2 separate regions of the Zea mays genome follow, and region 2 is linked to region 1. Evidence: chromatin contacts called from public Hi-C data. All regions are on one chromosome and are shown on one strand. Each heading gives the region's core, a stretch centred on a gene start, on an enhancer-like site or on the middle of the called end of the contact. The rest is flanking DNA. Distances are from core to core; before and after follow the strand shown.

Region 1 (6,680 bases), core at 3,636-6,135:
TTGCTGAGTATGTTGATGTGTACTCACCCTTGATCTACACACCAAACCCCCCCCATCCCCAGGTTGCCAGCATTGCAACCACTGCTCAGGAGAAGATGAAGCCGTGGAAGGAGACTTCCAGGAGTTCCAAGACTACGACGAGTTCTAGGCGTGGGTTAGCGGCAACCCCCAGTCGGCTGCCTGTGTAGGCCGTGTGTATCTACGTTTCTTTCCGCACTTTGATTTATTGTAAAGACTATGTGGATGTCTCAGACATATGATGTAATCGACTATTATTTCCCTTTTAATACTATTTGAGCACTTTGTGATGATGTCCATGTTATGTAACTGCTGTGTACGTGAATTGCTGATCCTGGAACGTACATGATTCGCATTCGGTTTGCCTTCTAAAACCGGGTGTGACAACTTTGTGCAGGTCCCAGCCTGCCACGCTGTAGTTGATCACCATAGCGTCGATGTGGGGCGCGCTGCGTAGATCAACATCTCTGGCGTCGAAGGTTAGTGGCACATGTGACCACTTCGTTTGTACGACTGGGCCGGTGAGGGTGACGTGGTTGACACTTCGGTAATGATCCCTCTTTTACTGCTTCGTCTCGAAGTCGACGCTGGACCCTCTGGTGATCATGTGGATGACTCTGCGATATGGCTGATCGGCAAAGTCTTCTTGTTTTGGTGCTTGGGGGTGATTTTGGTGGTGTGGATTCGGTTGATGCGGAGGCGGGAGCGAGGGTGGTACAATTTGTACCTCCTGATGGTGCTGATATGCGTTGGGTGGATGTTGGGCGTGGTCGCCGTTGTATGGTTGTGGGTGGTGGTGGTGATATGTGTGCGCGACAACTCTCTGATTGTCGGCTGGTTGCGCTCGAGACATCATGTCCCTGGTGGCCTTTGTTTCCGGGCAATCCCTTGTTGGGTGTGCGCAATCCTCGCCATGGAACAGGCAGTAATATATGCGCGGTTGCTGCGCCCGTCCCCGGCCCGGCCTCGCGCGCCATTTCCGCGGCCCTAGGGGGATATTCCTGGCAGCGAGCGGCCTCACCGGCGGGGTGCTGGTTGGCTATGTTGTGCACCTGCTGCTGACTGTGGCTGTCCCGTCCGGAGTCTGACTGCGAAGGCCTTGTCCAGGTTCGGCTGGACTGCCACTACTAGAAATATGCTTATTTAAGACATACATCTTAAGACAAATATCAGTGCATTTTATAGAAGCGTCTTTTATCATATGGTGCTGAGTAAGGTAAGACGGTTTGTTGGATATCCGTCTTAACTGAAGAAGGTTTTTGAGACAGATATATGGGAGGAAATTTCTTATATTGATTTAATACAGTTTGATTTTGAAAACCGTCTTAAATAAATATAGCTTTTGAGGCATTAAGTTTACAAGAATTGTCTTATATTTTGGTTAGTATATTAGACACTTATATGTATGAAACCATCTCAAATAAAGATATTATTAGAGTCATCTAGACTATTCAAACTGCCTTAGATGTTAGTGAGTATACTAGAAACTTGTAAACATAATATCGTTTTCTTATGATATTTCTGATAAGACATATTGTGAAAAAAACGTAGTAAATAGTAAATTTTGCTTAAAGTGACTCCAAATAAAACTATACGTTTGAAATATGGATATTTTTTTATTTTCTCATTAACAATATATTCATATTTATAATATCGTCTATTTGTACGGTATAAGTAACCTAATAAGAAGTGGTTAATGTCATGGATATTTCTCTTTCTATGCGTTTTGCACATATATACAATATTTCTTAATGATATCTCAAAACCGCCCTTGTATCGTAGTGGTTAAAGACTGAGACTGCTCTTGGTAAGATCTTGGGTTTGATTATTCCAATCGCCTTCAATTTACTGAGTTTTTTTTGCAGGTGCCCACGCGGAGTCGCGGAGTCCGAGCGTAGCGTGGAGTCCTTCCGTGCGTTGGCCCACGCGGAGTCCGAGCGTCCAGCCCACGGTCTGCTCGGCGGCTAGGACGGAACTATAAATACATGTAAAACTTTCCTTTAATAATGCGGAGGGTCCTTGGGCTTCCTCTGAGACTCGATCTTGCGCTGATGGAGCTCTTCGGATCTAGCGTATTTCTCGAACGGCTGATAGAGCTCTTGGAGATTTTTTAGTGGGTCCCTGATGCAGTGACTGTATAGGACGCCAGCCTGAAGGCCACTGATGGCGTAGTGTATGGCGATGTGGTCGTCGACCGAAGGCAATTGTGACTTGAGAGTCAGGAACTTGCGGTAGTACTCCCGTAGGGTTTCCTTCTCTTGCTGTTTGCAGAGTGATAGCTCGGCCAAAGCATCGGTGTCGGGTCGGTATCCTTGGAAGTTGAGCAGAAACTTGTCCCGGAGTCCTTTCCAGGAGTCGATGGACAATGGGGGCAACCTGGTGTACCAGGTCAAGGCCGGACCCTCGAGGGCGATGATGAAAGACTTGGCCATTGTGGCGTTGTCCCCTCTGGATGATGCGACGACGATTTGGTAGCTCATGATATATTGTGCTGGGTCGGTGCAGCCGTTGTACTTGGGTAGGTCCCTGCCCTGAAGTTGGCGGGCCACGGTGACACTTGGAGTTGCAGAGCCAGGGGGCTTCGCTTATCAAGGTAGTTGATGCCTTGGAAAGCTACGGCGTGCGGGATGAAGGGCCCGCGCTGGGGTATGAATAAGTCTCCGGCTCGCACGCGCTATTGGAGGGCGGGCCGTGCTGCAGATCGTGCTGGCCTTCGCTCTGCATGAGCGCAATCTCTTGCTCGAGTTCCCGGGCTCTCTGCTCCTCGTCTCGTATCATCTGGCGCACCTTGGCTTGCGCGGTGACACGTTGGCGCTTGGCCTCGAGGATGTCTTTCTGTTTTTGGAGGTTGCGGTTCTTGATGCGCAGGGCCCATAGTTGTAGCTGTTCTTCAGCTGAGACGCCGATGACTTCGCTGTCCTCTGTTGCGTCTTCGCCCTCTGGTGGAGCGAAGCCTGGGGGTGGTGCTTGTGGTTCTCCGGAGCTACAGGTGCGTAGGGTGCATTCGAGAGTGGGTTGTTCGTGGCGCTGTCTCTTGTTGAGAACTTCGTCTTCGCAGGCTTCTTGGGGGTGTTGTCTGCGAGGGCCTTGCCTTTTTTCTCGGCTAGCAGCGCTGCCTTCGCTGCTTCGGCGACGGATGGGGCTGCCTTCGAACTAGCTCTCTTGGGTGCCATCGCGGGTAGTTTGTTCGTAGCACGAACGATGTGCGCCAAATGTAGGAACTTGCTCTCCTGGGCAAGTAGATCCAACGGGGAAGTGGAAAGAGTGCAAGCAAAGTTTAATGTGGGATGGTAATTGCTCTGTTAATCTGGCCTCTCAAGGGCACTGTACGGGGGTATTTATAGGTACCCGAGTGTCCAACGTCCCAAGACAAGGATGTTTATGCCCTCGGATACCCGGACTATCCCTATAATATTCTCATAAAAGGAGGTTACAGACCGTTATTACAGAAAAGCTATTACAGATGAGGCCCGTAATATGCTTGTCCACGCGGGGCCCGTTACAGACTTACAGTGGGCCAAATTCCGCGTGGGCCTCCGGGCGAGACGAGGACGCGGGACTAACAGACTACGTCGGAGTCTGAATCTGGCCTTCGTCTTGCGATGGAGATGACAAAGGGCAACTGCGCCGACCATCTCGCCTTCGTTGGTGCAGCGAAACGACGAAGGCTTCGCGTGAAGGGTAGCGTCTTCGCCTTCGCCTCAACAGACTCCATCCTCAATTATATTTCATAAGAATAGATCTACTTCGTTATTCAGCTTCCAAAGGAGGATGACTGCTGTCAAGTACCTGAATACACGTAGACCTGGTTTGATAGACTGAAAAAATGAGTTGACATACCAACTTAAAGTAGTCTACACAAACCTGGGGCACACAACTAACAGGATTGAACATGGGGATTTCGTGTCATGACAGAGAAGAGACTCACCCACCGTATCTCGGCGGAAGGTGCCACCTTTCAGCTCCAGAACGCCCAAGGAGACCGTAGATCTATGAGAAGTCTGGTGCGCATGCCAATCATGAGATCTAAGGCGCAGGCATGGCACGCGCTGTCTCTGATCCGGGAGGAGATGAGGAACGCCGCCGCCTTCGTCTTTGCTCTCTGTGGCACAGAAACATGGCACGCCCTGACTCTGGCTCTGGCGCTGGCTCTGGCTCTGACTCTGACTCTTGCTCTGGTCGGGGAAGAGGAACCCCCGTCGCCATTTTCGTCTTTGCGCGGTTAGGGGGAAGAAGTATCTATCTTGTTGTCGTTCCTGTTTCGCTTGCTAGGATGACGTAGCATACAGACACGTGGGCCCGTCACCGTCTCACGGTACGTCGGTCTCAGGTTTGGGCTTCCCTGCTCCTTTTGTCTACATCCGTAATGGGCCCACGGATCCACGTCAATCTGGCCCTGGGCCGGCAAATATTTGGCTATACGAAAGCCGAAGCCGCCGGCGCATGCGCTGCGCCACCACCTTCCTCGCTCGGTCCAGCGCGAGCTTGAGCTCCAGCTCGAACACTCCTCGTTCACGATGGACGCGACCCACTGCGGCAGACAGGTCCATGCCCGTCAGCAGCTCCAGGACGATAACGCCCAGGCTTTGATTTCAGAGTTGTTATTTTATTAGGTGGTTAATTACAAACAAACCGCTCCTAATTTGTTGGATGGTAGTTTCGCGCGGTTGTTTGGGCGAACCAGCTACCTGGCTCCGATTCGAGCGGAGGAGCCAGATAGCCTCTCATCTCATCGCCCAGGCTCATGATTATATTATATTATATATAAGCGAGCCAGATAGCCTCTCATCTCATCCCGTGCTATCTCATCTCATCTCGTAGCACAGGCACAGCACCTCTGCGTCTCAAGATTAGAGATCGATTAGCAGGGCGAGACGGCGAGTTGATAGTGCTTATTATTCGATTCGACGACCCAATCTGATCTAGCTGGTGACCACCTACCACCATCATGTGCATCATGTTGATGAACGACGGCCACAGCGGCAGGGCTAGCATCCAGCCACCGCCGCAGGTCCTCGCCTCTGTTCCCTTGCTCGTCTACGAGTACGAGGATGCTGCCGCTGTTGATCCAGCAGACGACTCTGCTCCTACCGCCTTCAAGATGCTCATGTATAGCCTGCCTGAGCGGAGCATCGTCTACACGCACGACAATAGGCCTCCCATGATGATGGAGGGCAACTTCTGCTTCACCACGCCTCAAGGATGGCTGGTCATCCTTGGACAAGAGTCGGAGGCCTCTATGTGGCATCCGCTCACCGGGGAGACCATCACCCTGCCACCCATACACGACATCCCCGTCACCTGTAAGTGCCTCCTCACCCACAGCTCCGTCGCCCACCCGGACTGCGCCGTCGTTCTCCTCGACGTCACCGACCCTCTCATGTGGTTCTGCCGTGTCAATGGAGAGGCTGATCGGAGGAGGTGGGGGCAGCACGCCTACGACATTGGTGACTACTTCTTCCCCGAGGAGTTCCGCACCCCCACTACGCCCACCAAGAACGTCATCCATGACGTCGCCGCGCTCGGAGGGAAGCTGTACTTTCGCTTCACGGAATCAGATCAGCACAAGATGGGCGTCGTCGACTTGGACTTCCCGTCTGATCCTGGCCATCCTCCCACCGCAGTGTTCGATGAGTTTGATGTCTGTGCAGAGTTCGACCTCGTTCCCGAGGGCATTTGCGCTGCTTGCATCCACTTGGTAGAGTCCATGGGCGAGCTTTTGGCTATCTGCTACTACTACGTGGATTTCGATCCCACCAATATTAGCTCAGCTCGTATCTTCAAGATGGAGAAAACCTACGACGACGAGGACGAGGAACTTGTGGCCTGGCGCCCGGTGGATGATGTTGGGGACAGGGCTTTCCTATTGACAGGCACCAACATGGCAACTTGGTGCTATGCAAGCACCAATAATCTTAGAGGGAACACCTTCTACTTTCTGGCCCACTTAGTATCTGGTCACAGGGATCTATGCATCTATGATGTCCAGAAGCAGACTATGGAGGTTGTCCAGGTTCATGATTATGAAGATATGGAGATCGTGCGCACAATGCCATACTGGATTAATGTACCTCCATGTTAGTATTAGCCCATTAGATTATATTTTATTTTAATTACTATAGCTTGCTCCTACTATTACATAGTACCTTTTTATTTAGTATACCTTGCTGCTACTACTTAGTATATTTGATTCAATAAAAATGTAATTTGCTCCGATTTTTAGCACTGTTCGTGTATGGATGGCTGAGTTGGATGTATGGATGACCCGAATATATGGTTGACATTATTACTTCTAAAATATTGTTGAATGGATGTTCACAATAAAATTTTCTTATGATTCAATGTATTAATATGTCTAATACCGCTTGAATCCAATAAAGATACAATTCGTCCTGGAATTGGCGTGTTTCAAATCAGATTAGTAAAAGGGTGCTCTGAAATCATGCATTCTCCTCTAGAACGAGCAACTAAGGTTCGGTCAGGCACCTAAAAGTGAATCCATACCCATACCCAAGAAAGATTCAATATAGAAAAATACAATCCTTTTCTTTTCTGTATCTCATACCAAAACATAATCAAATATATTTTTTCTTATCTTTTTATCGTTCCTGTCAATGTCACCATGTTTTTTTACGTCATGAACCCCCCATCATATCCCATAT
Region 2 (6,614 bases), core at 2,251-4,750, 200 kb before region 1:
CCTTACTGCCGTCACCATCACCGTCGCCCCCGTCGTCGCCGTCGCCCTCGCCGTCGTCGTCACCGTCGTTCCCCTCCTCGGACGAGTCAGAGGAGTTCCCCTCGTCCGAGGAGACCTCCGACTCATCCGAGCCCTCGAGCCCAGCAAGCTCGACGGCCCGGATGTATGTCCACACTTCTGCAGCAATCCCCTGGGAATCGTCTGAGTCGTCAGACGATGCCGGGGGAGGGGCATGGACCGGCGATCCCTCGAACTCAGAGGAGAACTCCTCCTCCGAGTACTCGGAATCGCCGAAGTCCTCCGAGGGAGGAGTCGGCTCACGCTTCCGCTTGTCGCCGGAGTGGTGCGAGGAGCTTTCGCCTTTCTTGCTCTTGCCCATGGTGGAGTAGAAGAGAAGAGAGTAAGCAGCAAGCGGCAGAGAGATGTGTGAAGACACCAGTGAAACAAGCGCTCTATTTATAGAAGAAGAAGGCAACCGCTCATCTCCTACCACGGTCACTGAACAATCACAAATATTCAATAAGCAATCCAAATCGTCTGCAAACAAGTCAGACGGCTGTCGCCGTTTCACGTAACACGACACCCATTGAGACTCAAGTCAACTGCTTGGACGGTATGATTACACCCGCGGTCACGTCAAGTTAACTACTCAGGGGCAGTTTGCTAAACGCTCAGCGCACCAAGTCGTCCCTTGCTCACACCCATTGGGGGGACGTCCAGGAATTTTCAATATATTTTCCCAAGCAGTCACATCCACACAGTATACATAATGAATGTATCAAGACAGAAGAAATATATCGATGGAGATCGAAGGAAAGCCAAAAATAGATGATGAAGTACAAGTCTAATCAACAGAAGCATTGAAGCGCGAAGTGATATGAAGACTAGCCAAGAGCCATCTACCAGATGTCCAATCTGTCGCAGATCAAATAAATTTCAAACCTAACAGGACATGGGCAGATCGCACGCTCGATCTCAAAGGCAAGACTGTACGCTAACCTCTAAAGCATAAAGTTGATGATATAATGCTGATCTCTAAGGCATTCGACGAAGAGGAAAGGATGATTTCTAAAAACAGCATGAGATGAAGACCTTTGAATGGATTATTTTCAGTAATCCACTCAAAGCTCGGGGGCTACACCCATTGGGTGCACCTCCGATGCACCCAATAGATCATCAACCCCAAAAGACAAAATGCTGATTTCTAAAGCATGAAATAAAAATAAAACAATGCTAACTTCTAAAGCATGAGTTCTAAAAAGACTTGAGATGAAGACCTTCGAGTGGGTTATTTTCAGTAATCCACTCGAAGCTCGGGGCTACACCCAATGAATCCTAAATTCCAGAAAGCAGAATGCTGATCTCTAAAGCATAAACCTGAGACAGAGCACCGATTTCTGAGGAATAAAGCGAAGACCGATGAATAATGGCAGAAGAAAACAACAGAAGATCGTTTTTACCAAGTCACTCAGAGTTCAGAAACAATGGCTTGGCGGACCTATTTTCAATGCATTCCTTATCAAAATCAAAAACCGCAAGCTGAACCTAGGATCTTTGGGCCGGTTATTTCTAAATCAACCCAAAGATCGGGGGCTTGTGGGGGACAGATATCCCCCGGGTCCACTGGAAGGCTAAAAGACCCCACGAAAGGCCTTGGGCCCAATAGTTCGTAAGGTCATTCCTTCGTGGGCCTGGGGAGGGACGTCCAGTGAAGTGGATTGACACAAGATTGGATCAACGCAAGCCTAGACGGCCTAATGAATTTGAGCAGCAATCGCGACAATGATCCGACCTTCTCGTACAATGTCCTCATACATCGAAACTGAACGGAGATAGGTCGGCAGAATTATAGGAAGATAGGCTCAGTCGGTTCACTATTACTTAGGCTCACGCTGTTATCATATCCGCATGTAACGCCCCACGGTCGAGTATATAAGGCCTAGGGGGCATCCCCTCAAAAAGATATATCTCACAACTTAGCCAGCCACTCAGTTCTCTAACATCCTCGATACTAGAGAACTCCCTTTGTAACCCATCACACAAAGTATCCACGCCAGGACGTAGGGTATTACGCACCTCGAAGCGGCCCGAACCTGTACAAAATTGTCCACGGTCTCTCGTGCATCTGGCACGAACCATCGAGCTACAGTCGGTAACACCGTCCTACCCCAAAAAGCACCTCGAGGGACAACCCTGGGTGCGCGATCGGACCCAAAACACCGACAACACGTCTATAGATGGCCAAACAGCGGCCCGGCACGGGCCAGACACCCGCGGGCCATAACACTGGTCCAGGCACGTCATGTTGGCCTGCTGGCTGTGCCGGGCCAGCCCTTTAGCCCGTCGGACCATTTGATTAAATCAACGTAAAATTTAAAAAAGGGTGGAGGATGTGGGGTTTGAACTCATTGCTCTGATGTAAGAAGGGCGGGAGACACTGGGTAAAGCTGTCTAACCAGTAGAACATCATGTTTATATGTTTTTAATATGTATATATATGTATATATGTTTTTTATAAAATAAAAAATATATAATCGTCTTAGGCCGGATCAGCACTACGGACCGAGGCTACAGCCCAAGCACGTCACGACGTTCTTGGCTCTTGCAAGCATGAAGTCGTTTCTGAGACCACATTGGCGCAATGGACTCTATGGTGTTTGAGGTTGCTAAATTGGATGGGGCAACAATTATTTGCCACAATAACAGGAAATGAAATGTTATTTGTTGATTTTAAGCGTTAGTAATTGCTACGAAGTAGCATAATTTATATAGAGCGCATCCATATTTTATTGATGCCTGAATTTAGCAATCACTCTATATTTTGATTTATCCTTTTTATAAGTTTGAGTTCATGTGACTTATTTTAGAAACTTGAGCTCACAAACTTTTCTTATTTGGTCTATGTATGGTAGAATTATGTCATTTTATAATCTCTATTCGTTCAGTAGTCGCTGTGAACTCTTTTCTAGTCGCTCACTTCATTGACCGTGTTGTACCAAGATATATTGAATGGAGTAAATAATAACATCAGTTAGCCAAATCAAAAAATATATTATACGGAGAGCGGAGACAATCAATAAAAAATATTGAAATATTTTTACTGGATAGTTTATATAGGTATTGTTATAAGCCGTTTGCAACGCACGGGCAATCGACTAGTATTATTTAACGTGTGTGCTTTGTTTCTTTAATGTCATTTTGTCATTTTTTTTTCTCATGCGATGAACACGAAGATGACAATTCGCAAAACAAAATGATTACGATTCTTAAACCTTTAGTCGGCCGGGGCATGGCATGGCATGTCAAAAGCAAAACAAAATGGCTTATGGAAAACTGGAAGTGCCTAGTCAGTCCAACCCAAAGAGCGATGACGACGCAGGGAACAAAGCCCACGACAAGGCCCAATACGGCCCAAACTTCTGCCACTGGCAAAGCCCTACCAACCCAAGCACCTATATTATGTCCACCCACGCCGCCTCCCTCCGAAACCCTAGAAGCCTCCACCCTCCAGCGCCTCCACCTTCCTCGCCGCCTCACTCCCTCTGGTACGTGCCGTCGGCTCCACCTCTGGCTCGCGCCCTTGCTTGCCGCCGCTGCCGCCGCGATTGGCGCCTAACCTCGGTGTCGTGTTTTTCTTTTCTTAGCAGAGGTCGCAGATCCGTCCGGTTAGACGAAGCCGCCCGCACCCATGGCCTCCGGTGAGCTCGCCTGCACCTACGCCGCCCTCATCCTCAGCGACGACGGCATCGCCATCACCGTGCGTTCTCTCACGCTGCAGTGTTCTTTTAATCTCAGAGTTTTCTTTTTTTTGAGCGGTCGCGTGGTTATGTGGGGGGTGTTTCTTGTTTGCAGGCCGAGAAGATCGCCACCATCGTGAAGGCGGCCAACATCAAGGTCGAGTCCTACTGGCCGGCGCTCTTCGCTAAGCTCCTGGAGAAGCGCAGCGTTGAGGATCTAATCCTCTCCGTGGGATCTGGTATGCACCCTGTCTTGCTATCAAGATACTTTCGTGTGTTTATATGCCGGTGGATGGTGGTTATTCTTGTAGATTTACCTTATTCGGTTATGTCCCTAGTTTTTTTTACAATCTTAATTCTTAACGTCTTTAAATATTGTTCGTATTACCCAACCCTGTGATAGGGTCAGTTCTGTCCTACTTGACCGATTAGTAGTACATTATAAGATCTCACATTCATTGTAACCGAACCTTACTGTGTATTTGTACTCACTAAACTGAGTATTAAGTATCTTTCTGTTTACTTGAATTGAACCTTAGTTTTTTTTTCAATGCTAAATTTGACATGTATGTGACTCCAATCTTCATTGTGCTAGTGAAATGGAGAGGCATTGCCATGAGTACATTCAGGATGCATTTGGCCCCTTATTTTGTTCCAGAATTACCTTACATCCACTAATGAGTTCCCTGTGCATGTTTATACTGGTTTATACTGGAACTTCATGCTAGATTGTGTTAATTTGTCGCCCTTTGTGTTGTTAGTCTTGAATTTGTGCATAAGATTTTTCCAGTTCTATTCTGAAAGGACTAACAATTTGCTGTATTGAAATTCGTTTGTAGGTGGTGGCGCTGCTCCAGTTGCTGCTTCCGCCCCAGCTGGGGGTGCTGCAGCTGCTGCTGCCCCTGCTGCAGAGGAGAAGAAGGAAGAGCCCAAGGAGGAGTCTGATGACGACATGGGCTTCAGCCTGTTCGACTGAGACCCTCGCTACCCAGCCATTAGCAAATTCGCTTATGCTGTCCAAGACTTATCTTACGTTATGTCTGTAGGCTTTTGTTATTACAAGTACTCAAGTTTTGAGTTTTTGAGATGTGGCTATGACAATGTGATGAAGAACCCTAAACCATCGTATTAGAGTGAAACTTGTTTCTATATAGAGTTCCAAGTTTCTTGAACCTCAAACTTGCTCTGGTTGATGCTCTGATGTTTTCAGTCGGTGCTTTTTAATCGAAGTCAACCGATTTTCGAATTGTTTGCTGAATTGCACGGTGATCTTTTTAGCCTCACTGTCACTCACCTGTCATGGCTATCGGAAACAACGGCAACTCCTGCAGGATTGCATCAGTCTACGAAACTTGATAATGATACTGTGTGATCGTCCAATTCAATGTGTGTTTGGCAAAGTTATTTTTAAACAAAAGCATATTCATGTAGCGGTAAAACATTCTAGAAGTATAACATATGTTTTCGTTTTATCTTTGATAGAGATATTAAACCAAAGGTTATATTCACATAGCTCCTCTCTGAGTAAGATAGTTTTTTCTCATCTTATCTAGCAATATTAATATAGCAAAAACGTAGTATGCACCTAATAATACAAGCTCACACCAAGATAGAGTTGTAAATGAGGAATTTCTCACCAGGTTTGGACGCATCAATACATCGGGTATATAATTCATTCCATACTTACCCTTGTTTGGATACGAGGTCCCCAGTAGAAAGTAGATCCACATCCTCATCACATCAAGAATTCCATACGTTGAGACATTGAGTAAGCACACAAGCCATCATCTGTGAGGCATTGAGCAATCACACGAACCAGTAGTTTCCTATCGATTAGTAATTCCTAGGTCTTAACGTTGGACATCAAGAATTCCTAGGTCTTACTGTTAGTAGTAATCCTGTAGTTTGTCAATTAGGACTTACCTGCTCTTTTTCAGTTAGTCAGTTTCCTTTCGATTGTTCAATCTGAATAAGCTGGCCCGACAATTTGTGGCTGAGCGAGTTTAGCGGGCTAGAGTCGGAGTCCTAGGGGAGTGTACTAGTGCTTGCAAGACGTGGGATGGCATGACCAAGAAATGCAGCATGAAGTGCATGTAAGAGTCTAGTCTTTTATATATATATATATATATATATATATATATATATATATATATATATATATATATATATATATATATATATATATATATATATATATATATATAGTATTAGGAGCCCTGGGCTTCTATTACTGCAGTGAGCCCCGGCCACCTACCGACCAACCAGGTGTGCAGACCGCACCAGACCATTTTTGGTTTACTGTCCCCGACTGCTTACGCCAAATTAACATATGAGTTACGATGATGTGTGTTGCCATTTATGCAAATATAGTTTGTGCACGATTTAGCTTTCTGGGCCCACGAGAACTTTTATTTGATGGCCCATTTTACCCACGCATTTCTTTACCCTAACTGCTCCCATCTTTATCTCCCGAAGGCACGTAGCCGCCGCCAGTTTCTTCTTCCCCCATCTTCATCTTCCTCGCAGCGCCGGTGCTACATCTCCAGACTGCCCCTGCTCCGTGCGGACCCACTCTCCAGCGCGACTGCACGGCTGTTGTTCCCGCGGGTGGAGATGGCGGCGGTCAACCTCCTCGCTGAGTCTGCCGCGGTGCGCTTGAGGGCGCCGGCGCCACCGAGCGCGGGGGAGGAGCTTGTCTACTTCTCGATCTCATACTGAATCAAAAGCTTCAACTCGGTACGTGAGGTGATAGCTGCATACACAGCGAGGTTCTCGTTAGCAACTGAAATAATATTCTTTTGTTCATCCTTTCTAGGTTGAGTCGGAGGCGCCAAGGAGATAAAAAACTACTAGACAAGTTCATTGACCATTCAACTG

Evidence for each region. Hi-C and Micro-C count contacts between places; a contact is called where the count stands out from the background.
Region 2: a Hi-C map of endosperm shows a contact between it and region 1, with 6 times the contacts expected there. The contact joins the promoter of LOC100282819 here to the promoter of LOC103653128 in region 1. A contact is called at or near these places in 3 of 25 Hi-C or Micro-C datasets (ear, endosperm and tassel).

Annotation. Positions count from the first base shown.
Region 1 is chr4:39,788,337-39,795,016 of Zm-B73-REFERENCE-NAM-5.0, reverse strand. LOC103653128 reads left to right here and starts at 4,885. Exons shown (of 1, transcript XM_008680090.2): 1 at 4,885-6,281. The coding sequence starts at 4,967. The coding sequence ends at 6,100. LOC118476896 (a long non-coding RNA gene) reads right to left here and starts at 4,262. Exons shown (of 2, transcript XR_004857718.1): 1 at 3,947-4,262; 2 at 3,291-3,823.
Region 2 is chr4:39,982,819-39,989,432 of Zm-B73-REFERENCE-NAM-5.0, reverse strand. LOC100282819 (60S acidic ribosomal protein P1) reads left to right here and starts at 3,500. Exons shown (of 4, transcript NM_001294271.2): 1 at 3,500-3,545; 2 at 3,648-3,757; 3 at 3,853-3,976; 4 at 4,577-4,927. The coding sequence starts at 3,689. The coding sequence ends at 4,713.